Linked DNA regions of Zea mays: regions 1 and 3 are each linked to region 2. A link is a contact called in public Hi-C data. All regions are on one chromosome and are shown on one strand. Each heading gives the region's core, a stretch centred on a gene start, on an enhancer-like site or on the middle of the called end of the contact. The rest is flanking DNA. Distances are from core to core; before and after follow the strand shown. Region 1 holds the start of LOC103635104. Region 2 has its middle 64 kb from the start of LOC103635101. Region 3 holds the start of LOC103635106 (craniofacial development protein 1).

Region 1 (3,336 bases), core at 525-3,024, 150 kb after region 2:
CGCTACTGTTAATGGAATGGAAATGCACGCACGGCATCTAATTTGGGTGGCCGGCGGTGGACGGGCTGGACCCAATTGTCTGCTGGTGTGCTGCGAGCGGCGACGCGCCGGGGTGGTGGTCGACCGAGGAAGAGTTGGCCTCGGCCATGTCGAGCTCGACCTCCTTGTGCCGGAGCATGAGCAGCAAGCGTCGGCTCTGGATCCGGAGGCGGTCATTCTGCAGGCGCGCGCGTTCCATGTCGCGCTCTTTGTTGGCGCGGAACCGATCCCATTTCAGCCGCTGCCGCTCCAGGTCGTACGCGTGGGATTCGAGGAGGATCTGCTGCTCCTCCACCTCCACCGCGCGGCGTCGCACCCAGCACCTGGCCTGCTGCGGGTCCATCGCCGCGGCAGCCGCGGCCGCGAGCTCGCTCTTCAACTGCTGCAGCATTGCCGATGGGTCGGGTGCCGCCCCCGTCCTCGCGCGTTTCCCACCGCCGGCCGCCTCGTCCTCGAGGTCCTCGGCCGCGGCGCTATCCTCGCCATGCTCGCGCTTGCCGCGCCGGCGGCCGCCGCCGCTGTGCTGACGACTGGTGAGGTGGCTGTGGTACATGTGACCGTCGTCCTCCTCGTCGTAGTCGTCCTCGTCCTCCTCGCCGTTGTCGCTCACGGCGTCGCTGTCGTCTTCATCGTCCGCGACGTCGGCGGAGGAGTCCTTCATGCACGGCGGGGACGGGGCTGCCTGGTAGTGGCGAGCGGCGGACGAGGCTGCGCCGGCCACGGGCACCGGCGGCGGGTGGTGGAGGCAGGCGGCGTCGCCCGCCGCGCCGCCGCCGGCGTGCGGCGGCAGGTGCGAGCCCCCGGCAACGCCGCTGTTGTGGTAGGCGCACATCTCGCGGAAGAAGAGGTGCTTGGAGCTGAGTAGCTTGCGCGCCTCGTCCTTGGCCTTGGGCGTGAGCTCGTCGATGGCGTCGAGCAGCGCGTGGTTCTCGACCACTCGGCAGGCGCGGCCGCGGCCGAGCAGGTCGACCACGCGCTTGTAGCGCTTGTTGAGGTCGTTGAACTTGTCCTCGCACTGCTGCGGCGACACCACGAAGCCCTTGTCCATCATGGCGTGCGACACCGACTTCCACTTGCCCTTCTTCTGCTGCTGCGCCGCCGCCGCATGACCGTGGCCGTGCCCCGACGAGCCCGCCCTGCTCGCCTTGCCTCCCCCCGCGCCGCCAGGCATTGCCGCGCCCTCCCAGTCATCCCCAACGCTGTAGACCACGCTGATGAGCAGGCGCACCATGTCGTCGGTCCACTTCATCCTCGTCCACGGGCACCCCGCCGCCGCCATCTGTTGCTGTTGCTGCTGCTGCACCACCACTCCTCCCTTCCCGCAGCAGCCGTTGCCCACCGTGTCTTCATCGTGCCCCACCGTCGCCGCGCTCACCACGACCCTGGACGACGACGTGTTGGAGTAGGGCGAGAACGACGGCGGCGGGGGCGGCTGCTGCAGCTGGAACCCATCGTGGTGGTGGTCCTGCTGGTGCTGGAACGCGGCGGCGGCCGGGTGCATCTGCTGCGCGGCGAGGTGCATGTCCAGCCCCAGCATTGCCCCCGACCCAACCACGCCGCCCCGCGTCGCCATCCCTCCTTCCCCGTCGCCTCTCCCCATCGGCAAACCGCCAATCTCTACCCAGCTCTAGAAACCACTTGGCACTCCCGCCCCCGAAATCGGCAGCAAGGTGGGTGTTTTTATTGGAGGGGAGCTGTGTGGGCGATCGCCGCGGTTTCGTCCGTGCGGCTGCGACCGCTTCAGCCGCACAAGTACTCGGTTTTAGCCCCGCGCCTCACCGTTTCCAGCGGTGGGAGCCCACGGTCCCGCAATACCGCCTGGGATCCCCTGCGCAGCGGCGCTCCCCGCTTTTACGTGTGCGTGGTACTGTTTCGGTTGGTGGGGGTGTCAGGTGAGCACACAAGATCCGATACTGCCTGTAGAGGACTGGATTGGGAAACAGCTGCCCGGAATGGGCTGCCCCTGGTTTTGGTTTTACCATAGTTTGAGTTTCCTTTCTCCCCCTTTCGGTTTTTTACAGAATGAACCCACGGTTGGATGGACCTACTGTGGTTTTATTTTTCATGCAGTGGTCAACCTGCAAGTTACAGTCGCGTTGACATTGTCATCCGTTTGGTTCTGCTACAGTTGCTTCACAGGTTTGTACTCGCCGTTTGCTACCAGATCTGTTACATCTGTCTCAGCCTCTTTTGACACCATTTGAATCCATGATGAATATAAACATCTCTCCTCAGGATTCCTACATTTGGGCTAACCAAAAAACTCAATTTACATTTTCTATGACTTTTACCAATTCTTTGTAAGCTGTGAATTGTGGTGGTGAGCTCATCGTCGTTCTACCTCGACGAGACAAGCATATTGTTCACATTGTGGTTATGTGAAGTTCCATGTTACCTCCGGATTCCCTCTAACCGGCAATCGATTATTAAGAATATATATTTATTTGCTTTCGCAAAAAATGTATGTTTTTACCCTACCGAAGTACACTCAACTTGGGCGATCTCTAGGAGATCTCCTATCTCATCTCCCATCACATCTCATATTTTAAACTTTTTGTAAACAATGGTGTTTACACTGTAAAAACAATGTTTTATATGGCCATATACACGATCTGCTGGATGCAATCTTAGAGATGTTTGTAATATTTGGTGAAGTTATAGGTGTAAGAACCAATATTGTCCTAAGAGCATCTCCAACAATGTCTTAAAGTGGTGTCTCGAATTGCTCTATGTGGTTTTGGGTGTTAAGATAAATATGATTCATGATCATGCTTTATTATTGTGATTCTATTGTTTAGTGTTCATGATAAAATTATGGTGTTAAAACTGGTATATCAGTCGTGCTCGCGGTTAAGAGCGACTCAGGACTATCGCATGATTAACTTATGAAAGTAAACTTAATATGTCATATGCATTGCACTGTGGGTTTTATTATTATTTTTGATCTCTTACTATTGTGGGATGGTATATACTTACATTTAGTAATTGATAACAAAAGTTGAACTTATTTAAAGCAATGTTCAGCTTTAACCATTATTTGTTAATAAGTCTTACACTTCACGTGAGCCCACACCGTAAGTGAACTCATGCACATTATTCTCCACACTTGTTGAGCGATGAACTTTTGTGAGCTCACCCTTCTGATAACCTCACACACACACATGTGAAGAGCAGGTGGCTCCGGAGGAGGACTACTATGAGGAGTTCGACGAGGTCTAGGTGGCGTCTCTCAGACAGCTTAATGGCACCAAGGAAATAATATTAGTTCGATTTATTTATTATCATTTATTTTTGTAA
Region 2 (3,364 bases), core at 821-3,320:
TAAACAAGAACATTTTGTGTTAAATGGAACATGGAGTGACCACCTAGGATAACAGTGCAACCACGAGTGCTATAATGGCTCTAGCATTGGTAATTAGCTCTATAGACTTAGTGCTTAGCAACCTTACCTGAAAGATGGGCAAGAGGGGGCGGCAGTGGTTTGGTGGCAGCTCATGTTAACATGGGGTGATAGTCTTGTTTAAGTTACCTCACCCATAGGGCCATCAATACTGACGTGAAAACCTTAGCGAGTGACTTTGTACTAAGGATATTTTGTGAAAGCCTCATCATGGATCCCTAGCCATTCACCTCGGCAGTGTTTACGGATCCGATCAACCCAGGCTAGATGGGATACATGGCTTGTGGGTAAAGTTGTACCACCTCTGTAGAGTATAAAACTGATATGTTTGCCGTGCTCACGGTTAAGAGCAACCTGGACCCTCACATGATAATTGAACTTAAAGATGGAAAATAAATCGTGATCTGATGATCTACTAGTGGTTTGCTTAAGTGATTTCATTTAAGTGTTTTTGATATAATCTTATACCTTTGATTAATTGGGATATTTGGGATATACACTTATTAGTAAGACAGGTGTTGCTAATAAAATATTGACCAACTAAAATGCTTACCGCTTATCTATAGCCTACCTTGTTAACTTGCATTAATTTCCCCCACTTGCTGAGCCCTGACCATAAGTGAGCTCACCCTTTCTAATATTTTGATCAGAGGGTGATGAAGAAGACTTTGATGGAGATTTTGATGAATACTGAGTCTAACGATGCGCCAGTAATCTTCCTGTGGGAGATCACTCATGTTATTTCCACTATACTTTGATGATACTGTTTAAGATACTTATGTCTGGATGATGTAATAAAGTTATTCTACTCTCTTTACGCCTTTATTGCATTGTCTTTTGATATATTACACTTGTGACGTTAATATATGTGTGGAAAATGGATCCTGGCACACATATGCTATGCATTCGGTTTTGTCCTGAGAACGGGTGTGACAGAATTTAGAAAGAAAGAAAAGAGAATAAAAAGAAAAGAAAAGAAAAGGAGAAGACTAATCATCTGTAATGGGCCACCAGGTATGGATTTTGGCCCAATACCCTTTTCCCCTCGCGCACTTCCACCCTAGCTTCGCGCCCGTGTGAGGATCGGCCTTGGGCGCCTACAGGCGGGCCTGCCCCGTCGGTCGCTCATACGCGCCTAAACCACCGCCATGTGGGCCCCAGGGCGCAGTGTCTCCACCTCCCTTCTCTCTGGGTCGCAACGGAAGCGTGACAAAGTCGCCGCCAGGGATCTCACGCGCTCCAGGCCAAGACTTGCCCCATATTTCGGTTCCAGCTATAAAGCCGCGCTCCTGGACTCCCTTCCCTCTCCATTAAACTAGCTTCTGACCCCGAGCCGTCCATCGCTAGCTCCATTGTCATCGCGGTAACAAAACTTGGTCCGCCGCAGCCGATGATCCCGCTGTGGCTGAAGCACGCGACCGCTGTCGTCGGCCTGACCTGAGTCATTGAGGGAGCTTTGCCTCAACACCCTGAGGATATCCATAGTCTCGCCATGCAAGTTTTGAGGCTGGTGTGGCGTGAATTTGTCGTCGGAGGATAGGCTCCAACGTGCGATCGCACTCCGCCGCGACCAGCCATTATCGCATCATCAACGCCAGTAATAACCCTCCCCTGTTGTTCGTATTGGTATGCGCTTTGTTTAGCACGCCTTGGATTGGGGTCAGGGGCGCCGGAATGGCCATCGCGCGCCGCTCCGGCGATGCGCCATCGTCTGTCGCGCGCGCCGCCGTGTTAGTGGATCAGGACGAAGAAGAAGGCGCCTCGTTCGTTGATCTCGGAGTGGATGACCCAGATTAGGAGGGTAACGTTTTGCTTCAAAACAATCCGAACCGCAGATTCGTGGATGGGCGGAGGAAAAGGGTTAGCGTGTACTTAAAATCTCCACCGTAGATATTTGATCTTGCGGTCGTTGTCGCGCGCCAGCTCTGAGGGATCACAATATAATCTGAACTGCACACTAGAGATCGAACGACTAGGGGTTAACGGTACCACTTCGCGGGTACACATTTTCATATGAGCCCTTACATTTTACTGATATCAACCCGCAGTCCAGTATGATGGTAACCTGAGTCTTAGTTACTTTTGCGCTAGGACCCCTGCACTTCTTGGGAATTGACGTGCAATACAGGAAATAGAGAAAACAGGGAAATAATTATCAGAATTGATTATTCAATACAAAAATAATTCTAAAAACTTGAGAAATTTATATTTAATTCATTTTAGCTTCAAATTGATCCATTCCAGTGGCATTAATTTTGTAATAATATTTTCTATCATCTAGTACCTCTGTTTATCCATGAAACTTGAATTAAAAATGTTCATTTGAATTAATCTATTCTAGGTGCTTAAAAACTTCATAAATTCATAACTTAGTAACCGTAACTCCGAATTTAGTAATTCTTGTTCCTTCGATCTCGTTACACAGCATAGAATATTATAATGCATTTTAATCTGTTGTTTGGTGTGATGTTAATTTCTGATATACCATGTTTGTTTGTATTGATGCGAGTAGACGAGCAAGCCACTGGGGATCCAGGGGTTGAACAGGTGGAGACTGCTGAGCAGGAGCTCGTTGAAGGCAAGTTGTGCCCTTGATCACTTCTTTTTTACCAAGTCATGTTCTTATTAATCATAATGATTAGCATAGGTTAATTTTGATGGGACCCCTTTAGGTTACCCTAGTTTGACTATCTTTATACCTTGATTCCACTGAACTTTTTGGGTAGTACTTGCTATTGCTTTATGTGGTTTTAGGTATGGAGATATACATTATTCATGATCACTCTTTTATTATCGGTTGTTATTTACTGTTCATGATAAGATCATTATGTTAATTGGAACATGGAGCGACCACCAGGGAAAACAGTGCTACCACAAGGGTGGTATGGGACGCCCTTGGTTGACTAACTAGGAAAGCTAGTGGAGGACTACCTTACCCGAAAGGGGCAAGGGCAGTGGGGGAGTGGTCAGTGTAGGGAGGTCCTTGGGTTGATTTTGCTGCGATGGCGGTCAGGCGAGGGATCCCTGCATTGGAGCTTCATAGAAACTGTATCGGGTTTTCGGAAGCTGGTGGAACTTTGTAAAGGCCTCGTAGTGTTACCCTGCCTCGCCTCCTTGGTAGAGGTGTATGGGATTCATGACCCCTTGGCAGATGGGTAACACGACTTGTGGGTAAAGATGTGCAACCTTTGCAGAGTGTAAAACTGGTATACTAGCCGTGCTCACTGTCATGGGCAACTTGGACCCTCACATGATTAATTTATGGAATTAAATTCAATTTGTCATT
Region 3 (3,281 bases), core at 88-2,587, 250 kb after region 2:
TACCGCGAGTACTGTAGCACTGTCCAGCGCTGGTGCTACTCATCCATGTGAACAGTGCCACGCTTCCCCAGCCAACAGCCTGGCGACAAGTGTCGGGGTCCTAGTCCTAGACCCCAAACTTACCGCTCGTACTACCTCCGTAACCCTAGATTGATAACAAAAGGTCACCACGCTCAAGTAGCTTGGAGGTCAAAACTGATTCTACTGGAAGTTATCTGATCAAATCTTTTAATTGGTTTTTTATTCTAAGGGGCTGTTTGGTTTCTAGGGACTAATGTTTAGTCCCTTCATTTTATTCCATTTTAGTCTATAAATTGCCAAATATAGAAACTAAAATATATTTTTAGTTTCTATATTTAGCAATTTTGGAACTAAAATAGAATAAAATGTAGGGACTAAAAATTAGTCCCTAGAAACCAAACACCCCCTAAATAGGGAGTTGTGTTGTTTCTTATTCTTGTGCTGGCTACACAAATGGTTTACTCTCTCCATCTGTGAGAAAGGAATGGTGAAGTTAACAGGACTAAGTGCTAAAAGGTCAGAACCCTTACAAACATGTTCTCGAGGGACAAAACAAAAAATGAACTGCATGTTCCAACATAACCATCTTGCAATGCATCCCACAAACCCAGGGGCCTGTTTATGCATTTCAGGCTGTTATCTCATCCTAATTAAGCGCCTTGCATAAATTAGTCATCGTATCTGAAGAGGTAAAACTGCAGACTTGTCCTATCAACAATCCTCTTTGTCCCGGAGCGGTGGAGCTGAAGCATGAAAAGGAGTACTTTCACATCCATGGTAGGACAAACTGTAGGTACGCTGTTAACAATCTAATGGCAAGGTTTGACCATATGCATTATCTAATCCTAATGCAGCCACTGTACAAGGGAAAGCAAGTAACGAACAGTAATCTTATCAGGAGCCGTACAGGACTGCGATACCCAGCACACACATACATGTTACAAATTACAGAGAGGAAGATCCCTGCACTCAAGGTGGAATTGGACGCGCAAATCCCACAAGGAGCGCACCAACTAACTTGTCATCTCCCTTTCCATTTTTTTTACCTGCGAGGAACTGCAATTCCATGGATTCAACCAAGCAAAAGCATTCCATGCATCCAATATTTGTTTGGGGATTAGTACCTGAGGCTCCCACGTCGCCTATAGAGCTAGTTGACGCCATCTCCGAATCAATCCCTCGCCTCCCCGGCGGTTGTTGCTTCGGCTCCGCTCGGGACTCGGCCGGCGGAAGCGGAGGTGTCGCCGCAGCAAGACAGAGAAAGAGAGAGGAGAGGATAAACGAACTGGGGCACAAAAGTTACGAGGCCCAAACCAACCTCCGGGGGAACACAAAAGGGATTAGAAAATGAAGCGCATGCGGCCCAACTCTCATCACAGGAGGCCCATATGTGCCGTCCGATCCAAATCCTTTTGGATCCAGTGGGAGAGAGCACCCGACCCGAGCTATAAAAGAATCATCTCTCCCCTCTTGAACCCTAGCCTCCGCCCATACACACACAGCCCCATCCCGCCGCCGCAGGCGAGAACCAGCGCCACCTTAGGTTAGGGCGGCCGCCGCCGGAGAAGTGCGCGGTTGCCAAGATGCAGATCTTCGTGAAGACCCTGACGGGGAAGACCATCACGCTGGAGGTGGAGTCCTCGGACACCATCGACAACGTGAAGGCCAAGATCCAGGACAAGGAGGGCATCCCGCCGGACCAGCAGCGCCTCATCTTCGCCGGCAAACAGCTCGAGGATGGCCGCACCCTCGCCGACTACAACATCCAGAAGGAGTCGACGCTGCACCTGGTGCTCCGCCTCAGGGGAGGCGCCAAGAAGCGCAAGAAGAAGACGTACACCAAGCCCAAGAAGATCAAGCACAAGCACAAGAAGGTGAAGCTGGCCGTGCTCCAGTTCTACAAGGTTGACGACGCCACCGGCAAGGTCACCCGCCTCCGCAAGGAGTGCCCCAACGCCGAGTGCGGCGCGGGGGTCTTCATGGCCAACCACTTCGACCGCCACTACTGCGGTAAGTGTGGCCTCACCTACGTCTACAACCAGCAGGCGTAGGATGCCCCTCCTTTCTGTCGGGAAGGAAAATGGGAAGTCTTGCTAGGTGATAATCCTTTTTGCTTTGTTTTGTTTTGTTGCAATGGTAGTAGTTTCTTGGAACAGAACACCTGTATCTCTTTTGGCGACGCGTAGTTTGGGTTTAATTATATCATGTTGTTATGGGTCCTGTCAAGCACTGTTGAATTCGAATGGTTTTTGAATTAATCTTGTACTATGTTTTTATGATGCCATTCTCGGCCCCTGAATTAATTTGCGAATTACTGTGTGCAATCGATCGGATACATGTCGCTATTCGTTTTGTTTAGCATGTGATGACTCGTATCGTCGTATGCTTGCAAAACGGTGCTGCTTCTGGTTACTATCATGTCTTTTGTTTAAATAGTGTATGCCGCGCGCCGCGATGTCAAAATCGTCTGTGAGATCTTAAATTGTACATAAGTATTATGTCTGAATTAAGAACCAGGTGCACAATTTTTTTTAGAGGTCTAAGGCAATAACATAAAAGTCAAGAGCACATAAGCGTTTGGTAGCATCAGCAATATTTATCATGAGGACTAAAGTCATGGATATGAGTTCGAAAATGACCAAGTGGGTGACCTTTAAAATAACATTTGGAACGAAAAACATTAATATGTACGAAACATAGTTCGTCAGTGAGTGAATCTCTACTTAGTAAGGGGCAAAGTATAAATGAATCTAATGGTCTCAAGTGAACCCCCTCCCAAAAAAAAATGCCTTTGCGTTTGTCACATCTGAAGCAACATTACACACTCAGTAAAGTTAAAAACTAAAATAGGAACTCAATAGCTAGAAGTTGATATCCAAACAGTGCCCCCCCTATCTTCTGGTAAACGAAATCAGATGCGTTCAGAACCTTGTTCAAAAGTTAGCAGGATGGATTCTGAACCAGGATGGATTCTGAACCGGTTTTTTTTTGTTAGGAAGTACTATTTTCAAATGTTCTGCATTTGTCCGCATCCATGCAAGTGGAACATACACGACTATCAAAAAATAAAAAAAATAAAAAAAATACTTGATGAATGAAACACTCACCGGTGTCTTCCGACCTCCTGGTCTGATATGATGAGCGGAGGATGCCTAAGGAAAAACACGTGTAACTGCGCCGAATGTGAAGAATCAAAAACACGAAAAGGAATCCAGGGCAATGGAAGAGGGGAAGTTCGGGGAATGGAAAACCCTCGCCGA

What was found. A called contact is a pair of places that touch in the nucleus more often than the background predicts.
Region 1: a Hi-C map of tassel shows a contact between it and region 2, with 2.0 times the contacts expected there. The contact joins the promoter of LOC103635104 here to the enhancer-like site in region 2. A contact is called at or near these places in 2 of 25 Hi-C or Micro-C datasets (leaf and tassel).
Region 3: a contact with region 2 is called in a Hi-C map of ear, with 2.4 times the contacts expected there. The contact joins the promoter of LOC103635106 here to the enhancer-like site in region 2. A contact is called at or near these places in 5 of 25 Hi-C or Micro-C datasets (bundle sheath, ear, endosperm and 2 more).

Annotation. Positions count from the first base shown.
Region 1 is chr8:40,087,995-40,091,330 of Zm-B73-REFERENCE-NAM-5.0, forward strand. It overlaps LOC103635104, which reads right to left and starts at 1,775. Exons shown (of 1, transcript XM_008657648.4): 1 at 1-1,775. The coding sequence starts at 1,639. The coding sequence ends at 38.
Region 2 is chr8:39,938,606-39,941,969 of Zm-B73-REFERENCE-NAM-5.0, forward strand. No RefSeq gene overlaps it. Among protein-coding and RNA genes, the nearest start is that of LOC103635101, 64 kb to the left of the region's middle. Within about 2 kb of position 2,071, at least 18 of the 20 cell types and tissues checked have an H3K27ac peak or open chromatin away from gene starts, as enhancers often do. A contact at or near this core is called in bundle sheath, ear, endosperm and 2 more, where this site is marked.
Region 3 is chr8:40,193,420-40,196,700 of Zm-B73-REFERENCE-NAM-5.0, forward strand. It overlaps LOC103635106 (craniofacial development protein 1), which reads right to left and starts at 1,338. Exons shown (of 4, transcript XM_008657651.4): 1 at 1,146-1,338. The coding sequence starts at 1,185. It overlaps LOC101027200 (ubiquitin-40S ribosomal protein S27a-like), which reads left to right and starts at 1,519. Exons shown (of 1, transcript NM_001112002.2): 1 at 1,519-2,305. The coding sequence starts at 1,605. The coding sequence ends at 2,072.